Linked DNA regions of Callithrix jacchus: region 1 is linked to region 2. Evidence: chromatin contacts called from public Hi-C data. All regions are on one chromosome and are shown on one strand. The core of a region is the stretch at or near the end of the contact, and the rest is flanking DNA. Distances in the headings are between cores, read along the strand shown.

The links. A called contact is a pair of places that touch in the nucleus more often than the background predicts.
Region 1: a contact with region 2 is called in a Hi-C map of induced pluripotent stem cells, with 1.9 times the contacts expected there. The contact joins the enhancer-like site here to the promoter of SLC36A1 in region 2. A contact is called at or near these places in 3 of 3 Hi-C or Micro-C datasets (induced pluripotent stem cells and skeletal muscle).

The regions. Positions count from the first base shown.
Region 1 is chr2:50,428,963-50,432,546 of calJac240_pri, reverse strand. The region is part of intron 11 of SLC36A1 (solute carrier family 36 member 1); the gene reads right to left. Among named protein-coding and RNA genes, the nearest start is that of SLC36A1, 43 kb to the right of the region's middle. Within about 2 kb of position 2,201, at least 4 of the 16 cell types and tissues checked have an H3K27ac peak or open chromatin away from gene starts, as enhancers often do.
Region 2 is chr2:50,386,142-50,389,697 of calJac240_pri, reverse strand. SLC36A1 (solute carrier family 36 member 1) reads right to left here and starts at 1,768. Exons shown (of 12, transcript XM_078363400.1): 1 at 1,655-1,768; 2 at 1,497-1,571.

The DNA.
Region 1 (3,584 bases), core at 952-3,451, 42 kb before region 2:
GCATAAACAGCCCCCAGGGTTCAACAGCACTGGTATCTGTTTGGCCACCATGGAAAACGACTTTAACTCCAGAGGCAGCCATCAACTACTCAGACATGAGGGGCAAATAAAACCCCTTCTGGCACTAACTGTCTTCTGTGAGTTAAAACTGCCCTATGCAGAGAAACTCAACAAGGTAGAGATGTCAGGAAGCAGACAGCCAGGAATACCCCTCTCCTCACTCTCCTCTAATCCCCTGCCCCCAACACAAAAAGACCCAGCCCAGACAAAGAGGAAGACAGTGTTCCACACTGCAGTTACACACCTCTCAGCAGCAGCTCAGCTGTGGCATGTACAAAAAGGGGGCCAGAGGACAACCTGAGCTAGACCACATGATTAGTCAAGAAGGCTCCAACAGTATTACAAAACATCTTCCCTTTGGCTGAAGAGACATGAAGAATATAACCTTTTAGACTGCTGAAGCAACATACGGTCAACAGTCACGTTCACAGAAGGAACAGGATTCTGGAGCCTGTGGTTTTGAACCAGCATCAGAAAGAGCTGACTTATGCACAAGACAAGAGAAAAGCACTGAAAAGAACATACACACATTTAGGAAATACGCTGGCCATTTACAGTTCCTGTGCTGGGAGCTCTTGCTCATATTTTATTGTGATCAGAGCTGTTCACACCTACCATGCTACTTTTAAATGTCTATAACAATGCCTTTAAAATTCACGAGTCTTGGACAGAATACAACTTTTGACTTAGTGGAGGTATACATTTAAAAACCACAAAAGCAAGGGAAACAACCTCCATGTCCAACATTAAAGGAGTACCTTCATGAATATGATCCACCAATACAGGGGAATACCATGAGGTCACAAAAATATGAGGGAAAGATCTGAATATTTGTGACATAAAAGTAAATAAAATGTGAAAGACAAAGTTATGTGTAAACTACAATTGCAACTGTTTTTACAATGCAACCATGAGGATTAAGACACAGAAGATACAATGAAAAAAATTATTTTGTTAAATTGGTGGAATATTGGCATTTCTTCTTTTATTTCCAAGTGTTTTTACATTGACTTTCTTTTTTTAGAGTAATATTTTTGTAGAAACTTAAAATTAAGCTCAAAGCAGCTATACAGAATCACAGAATTTTGGAGCTGAGAGAAGCCTTGGATATCAGACATCTTTCGTATCTTACAGTTACCCCGAGACCTTGTGAGAGGGTTCCTGGGGGACCCAGGGTTGCACAGCTAATTAACCATTCTGCTCTTCACTGTAGCTACAAGACTAAAAGACGTAAAAGGCTCGAAGGTACTAAGAAGCTACTGTTTGGACCTGGAAGCTTCATCCTCTAAAAATCTGACTGCTTGGAATGTTTTGAAGCTCTGCATTCCAGTCTCAACAGGCTTCTTGAATGATGCAATTTTATGTAATTATATCTTCAAAATTAGGTTTCTGAAATTTTCATAGCAAACTGAAGTTAAATGTTTCACACAGCAAATGCCACGGAGAATTAGTAGGAATCACTGAAGGATGGGTGATTGCTCCAAAAAAATGTGAAAAGCCGTTGATCCTACAACTCCAGACTCTGCCAGGTGGAGCCAACCTCTTCCATACAAGGTATTGATATAAGGTAACCTGCTAAGACTGCATTTCCAAAAATGTGGGCTGGCAGTAGACACTGTCCGATATGAAATCATAACACGATGAATACTATTCTATGAAATACTTGTTTTCACTGCCCGTCTTTTCCAACAGTTTGAAACTAAGCATCTACAAAGTCTGTATCAGCCATAGTAATCTTTGGAGGATGCGGGAGAGCAGGGAGAAAGCTGAATTCTAAGAGGGGGATAAAAAATGAAGCTATACCAAATTCCTCCTGTTCCCCTTGGAAGGTAAAGAGGAGGAGGAAAAGTTGGGGAAAAGATAGGAAAACACCAGAAATAGCAATAAAAGAAGCTGCTCACAAAATTTATGAGTATAAGTGAAAAAAAATCAATTACGTTAAAGATGTAAAATCACATCTGAAAGAACAGAGGTGAGAACAAAACGAACTTGCATAAATACATTTAAGTTGCTGCTACCATGAAAGGCCTCTACTGAGTCCCACAGTTACTTCAAAGTCTCCACGGAAGGTGAGAGAGGCGAGTGCTGTCAAAAGGGAGCTGCCTTTTTGAACAGGATGACAAGGCAGGGCTAAGTCACAATAGATCACAGAAGGGAAAAACAAAGGCACACACTTGAAGATCAAAAGCAGCCATGTCTTCTGAGTGTCATGCTGCAGAAGGGAGATGAGACTCATAGACAGGGCCAGGAAAAGTGAAGCAAAAACCCAGAGGCATCTAAGGATAGCATGAGGTCTGCGAATCAGAGACTGCTGTCTCCTGCAGGGCGCTGCAGAAATAAGCCTGGCAGGAAGCATGACATATGCTACAGGGAGGCTGAGCCAGGTTGGAGGGGAAAATGGAGCAAGGGAGAGGAGTCAGGCTCCCAGTCACTGCCCCAGCTCGATAGGAAGGGAGGAGGAGCAGATTAGTCAGGACAGAGCATTTTACCTAGGGAGATCTACTTTTTCTGGAGGGAACACTTTGGAAAAAAGCAAATTTAACTAACCACATTCTTTCTTCCAGTACCCTTTGGATTTAAGAATTGGACCCTCAGAGTTTCCATTATAAATACTGTACACATGAAAGCTGTCTCCTCAGCACTTAGAGCTAATCCATCCGTGGTGGAAACATACACTTCGAAATGAAAGCATGGAGAGTTACTGGTACAGACAGGATTAAAATCTGGAGTCCACGTATCCCATCTTACCAGCACACATTAAGGCAATCTCCTAGAAAAGCAGGATACATCATGTTCCTTCTTTTTCAGTGGCTGTGGGAACAGCATCTGCTTTCAACAGCCTTGGGCCCTGGATTAGCTGCTGTGTGGGCTGTTCCTATAGGCTGGTCTAGGAAAGGGCTTGAAGGACTGACTCAGCGCAAATGCTAGACAACATTCCCAGCTTTCATCCTTAAAACATTCAACCCTAATGAGAATTTAAAAATCATATGGATCTATCTTTATTTCAAAGACAGAGGCTCAGACTGAATAATTTAAGAAAATCCGCAGGGAAGTCTCAATATAATAAGCAAAGAGAGTCTTGTTCCAAAAGAATAAAACCTAAAAAAGAAAAAAAAAGAAAAGCCACATAGAGCCAAAAAGAGAAATCTATGCTTTCAGCGTTTCGATTTGGAAAACAATTGCAAATCTCCTAGAAATTTAAATTAGCTCTGAAAGACCGACTTGTTCAGGGGTTCTCTAGTCTACCAACTCACAGAAGCTACAAAAAAATAATTTACTTTTATTTTTGAAATGTCACCAGTTTTCAACCATAGCAAACAGAAGGATACCCTGTCTTTTAACTTAACACTCTTTGGCACGGGGTTGGGAAAAGAAGAATAAAACACAAGCGATCAGTCAAACGCCTAGGTTAATCAACAGAAATGTTCTGAAACATATTTAGTAAGACTGACATCAAAAACTCTCTAGAATAGTGTCATACAGGCTCTAAAGGAAATCTAAGGAGTAACTTGTCACACTGGAGA
Region 2 (3,556 bases), core at 519-3,018:
TTTGTGTCCCTTTCTACTTGACTTCAATAACATCCTTAAAGAAAACATGTTCTAAATGGATAAGTTAATTACTGTAAATGACACTCTAGACAAGAGTCAAAAGAGGGCCCTGATCATGTTTAAAATAATAAAAGACAGTTAAAAATCATTTTTGAGCTGTTAGCATTTAGCTTAGACATAATACAGAGATAAGAAGAAAGAGGAGGAGAATTTTATGGCAACATAGGAATAAGCAGAATAAAACTACTTCCTAGACAACTGAATTGTCTTGTTGAAAGGCTAATACTTAGTGTACACAGGGGGGAAAATCTTTCTGAATAAAAAAACAAACAGACCCTGGTCGGGGGACTGGCTCACACCTGTAATCCCAATACTTTGGGAGGCCAAGTGGGAGAATCGCTTGAGATCAGGAGTTTGAGATCAGCCTGGGCAACATACTGAGACTTCATCTCTATAAAAAAATAAACGAAAAACAAACCTAGATGCACAGCCTCCAGATCATAGCAGAAGGGGCTGTTAAGGATTCAATTCCATCATTGTCTAGACCGAGCAACCTAAACCCAAGTCACCTAAGGTTGCCAGGTAAGCGGCAGAGTTAGGACAAAATCTCCCGATTCTTCAATCTCTGTTCTGTACATTGCACCATGATGCTATCTTCAGCAAAATTCAAATAACTGCAAAACGTCCATCCAGATGAGCAACCCCAAATCTGACAAGTTACAGAAAAAATAAAGCTAAGGTCTTTACATTCTTCAAGCTAATGTCAGGGCTCTGATGTCCACAACCTCGGCTCAGCCGCCCATCCTCCCAGAAGCACACTCCGATTCATATTTCATATTTTGGTGTGACTTACATAGAATCCAGGACGGTTAGAAACCAAACCTACAGAAGGATGAGCTTGCAGAAAAATAATGAACAAACAGGGAACCACACCCAGAGCCAACCGAACCCCAGCGGTGGAAAATGCAGACAGCTAAAAAGGGAGTGGACTAAAAGAGAAAGGGACAGAAAGGGGTGCCGTTTCACACGTCAAGTTTCCCGCAGGAGGCAGTGTGGTGAAAAGCAAACAGCTGCTGAAGCTTAGGAACATTTGCATTCCAGGCGCAGGTCTACGGTTAGCCCGCTGAGTGACCTTAGGAACGCCCTTACCCCTTCCTGGAGTAAGGGCTAGATTTCTCCAACCGTCCTGGGAGGGAGTTGCACCAGACGACTTCCCAGGGTCCTTGCAATTCTGACCCAAAGACTATTATTAGCCAGTCTCGAGCAGGGCTCCCGCAGCGGACAAGACATTTGCTGGGAACAGCTGGGGCCCTTTAGGAGGCGTAAAAGACGCCCTAGACCGTCGTTTGGGTTATCGTCACCTTCTACCCCCGTTTCCCACACCTGTCAAATCGGACGGTGGGACCCCCCCCCCAACCCCACGAGGTCAAGAAAGATAGCGCGAGGGGCAGGGATCCCCACTTCGCCCAGTTCACAGAGGGGTGCCCGCGTCGTACCGCAGCCGCGGCCCGGGGACGCCGAGGAGTCGCGGACCCGCAGCCCGGGAGCGTCCGGTGCCTGACCTGGAGCATCTGCAACGAAGGAGGAAGGCGAGGTGGGTCCTGCCCCGGGCGGCGAGCGCCGCCAGCCGGAGCGCGTCAGTGGAGGAACTCACGGTTCGGGTTCCGGCCCCCTCCAGGCTCCGGCTCTGGCTTCAGCACAGCCCACCTTTCCCGGCTTCAGTACCAGCCCGTCGCCATCCTCCTTTGCTGCCCCGGCAGTCCCTTCCGGGCCTCGTCACGTGAGCCCGGCGCCCACGCCCGAGGCCGAGATCACGTGCTCCTTTGCGCTGCCGCCCCTTTTTTTTCTCACTGAGCCCCGGCGCTCTGCTCCACAGCACCACCTGGCGACCTATTACTGCCACTGCTGGGAGGACTATGTTCCTGGGCCCTGGAGACCGCGAATAGGAACTCAGCGGGGCACTGATCTTGGGCATGGGGCAGAGTCCAGTAGGAGAACACTGTTCCTTGAGTTGTGGGTTTGTGAAACATTGCTAATTTTAACACTGGCTATATTTTCTTTTACACATTTCGATGGGTTTATATTGCTTTTATAAGAAATATGCATATTTTAAAAAATCTTCTAGTCAAATTTTCAGACGCATACACAAACTCTCATCTGTGGTTGCTACTGGAAATGGAACTGTGGGGTAAGGCAACACTATCTTTAAATACATTAAAATTTTTAAAGTAACATTTTTAAATGGATGGCAACATTTCAGCATTATATATCTAGGCTTCTCCTTTTACCTCCTTGTTGCAGATTTTCCCTTTAACAAATATGTAACAAATAGACCTGAAGTCAAAACTGTCTCAAGAGACAGATAAGATCATTGTTTAATGATAAAGGGGTCAATTCATTTGATGAATTAATGATAAAGGGGTGAATTCATTAAGAGGGCACAATTATAAATACACACGCATGCAACATTGGAGCACCTAAATATATACAACTAACATTAATGGCCATGAAGGGAGAAATAGATAGCAACCCAGTAATAGTAGGAAAGTCAATATCCCACTTCCCAAAATGGATAGAGCAACTAGAGAGAAAATAAGGCAATAATGAACTTGAATTGCACTTTAAACCAAATGAACCTAACAGATATATACAGAATGTTTCATCCAACAGAAGCAGAATACACATTTTTCTCTAACATACTTGGAACATTCTCTAGAATTGACCAGATGCTAGTCCAGAAGACAAGCCTTAAATTTAAGAAGATTAAAATCATATTAATATTCTTTCAGACCATAATGGTATGAAGCTAGAAATCAATAACAGGAAGAATCTTGGAAAATTCACAAATATGTGGAAATTAAACAACATGCTTTTTTTTCTTTGAGATGGAGTTTCACTCTTGTTGCCTAGTCTGGAGTGCAATGGCACAATCTCAGCCCACTGCAACCTCTGTCTTCCAGATTCAAGCAATTCTCTTGTCTCAGCCTCCCAAGTAGCTGGGATTACAGGCATGTGCCACCACGCCCGGCTAATTTTGTATTTTGGTAGAGACAAGGTTTCACCATGTTGGTCAGGCTAGTCTCAAACTCCTGTCCTCAGATGATCTGCCCACCTCGGCTTCCCAAAGTGCTGGGATTACAGGTGTGCGCCACCACGCCCAGCCCCATGCTTCTAAACAACCAATAAGTCAAAGATGAAATCAAAAGGGAAATTTAAAAAATATTTTCAGGCAATTGACAATGGAAACACAACATATTAAAGCTTATAGAATGCAGCAAAAATAGTTCTAAGAGAGAATTTTATAGCAATAAATGCCTACATTAAAAAAGAAGAACAATACCAATTAAATTGTTTAACATTACACCTCAAGAAACTGGAAAAAGACGAGCTCACAAAACCCAAAGTTAGCAGAAGGAAAGAAATAAAGAGCAGAACAAAAATAAATCAAATAGACAACAGAAAAAAAAAACATAGACAAAATCAATAAAACTAAGAGTTTATTTTTTTGGAAAAAATAAAATTGACATACCCTTATCTAGTCTAAGTAAAGAAGAAA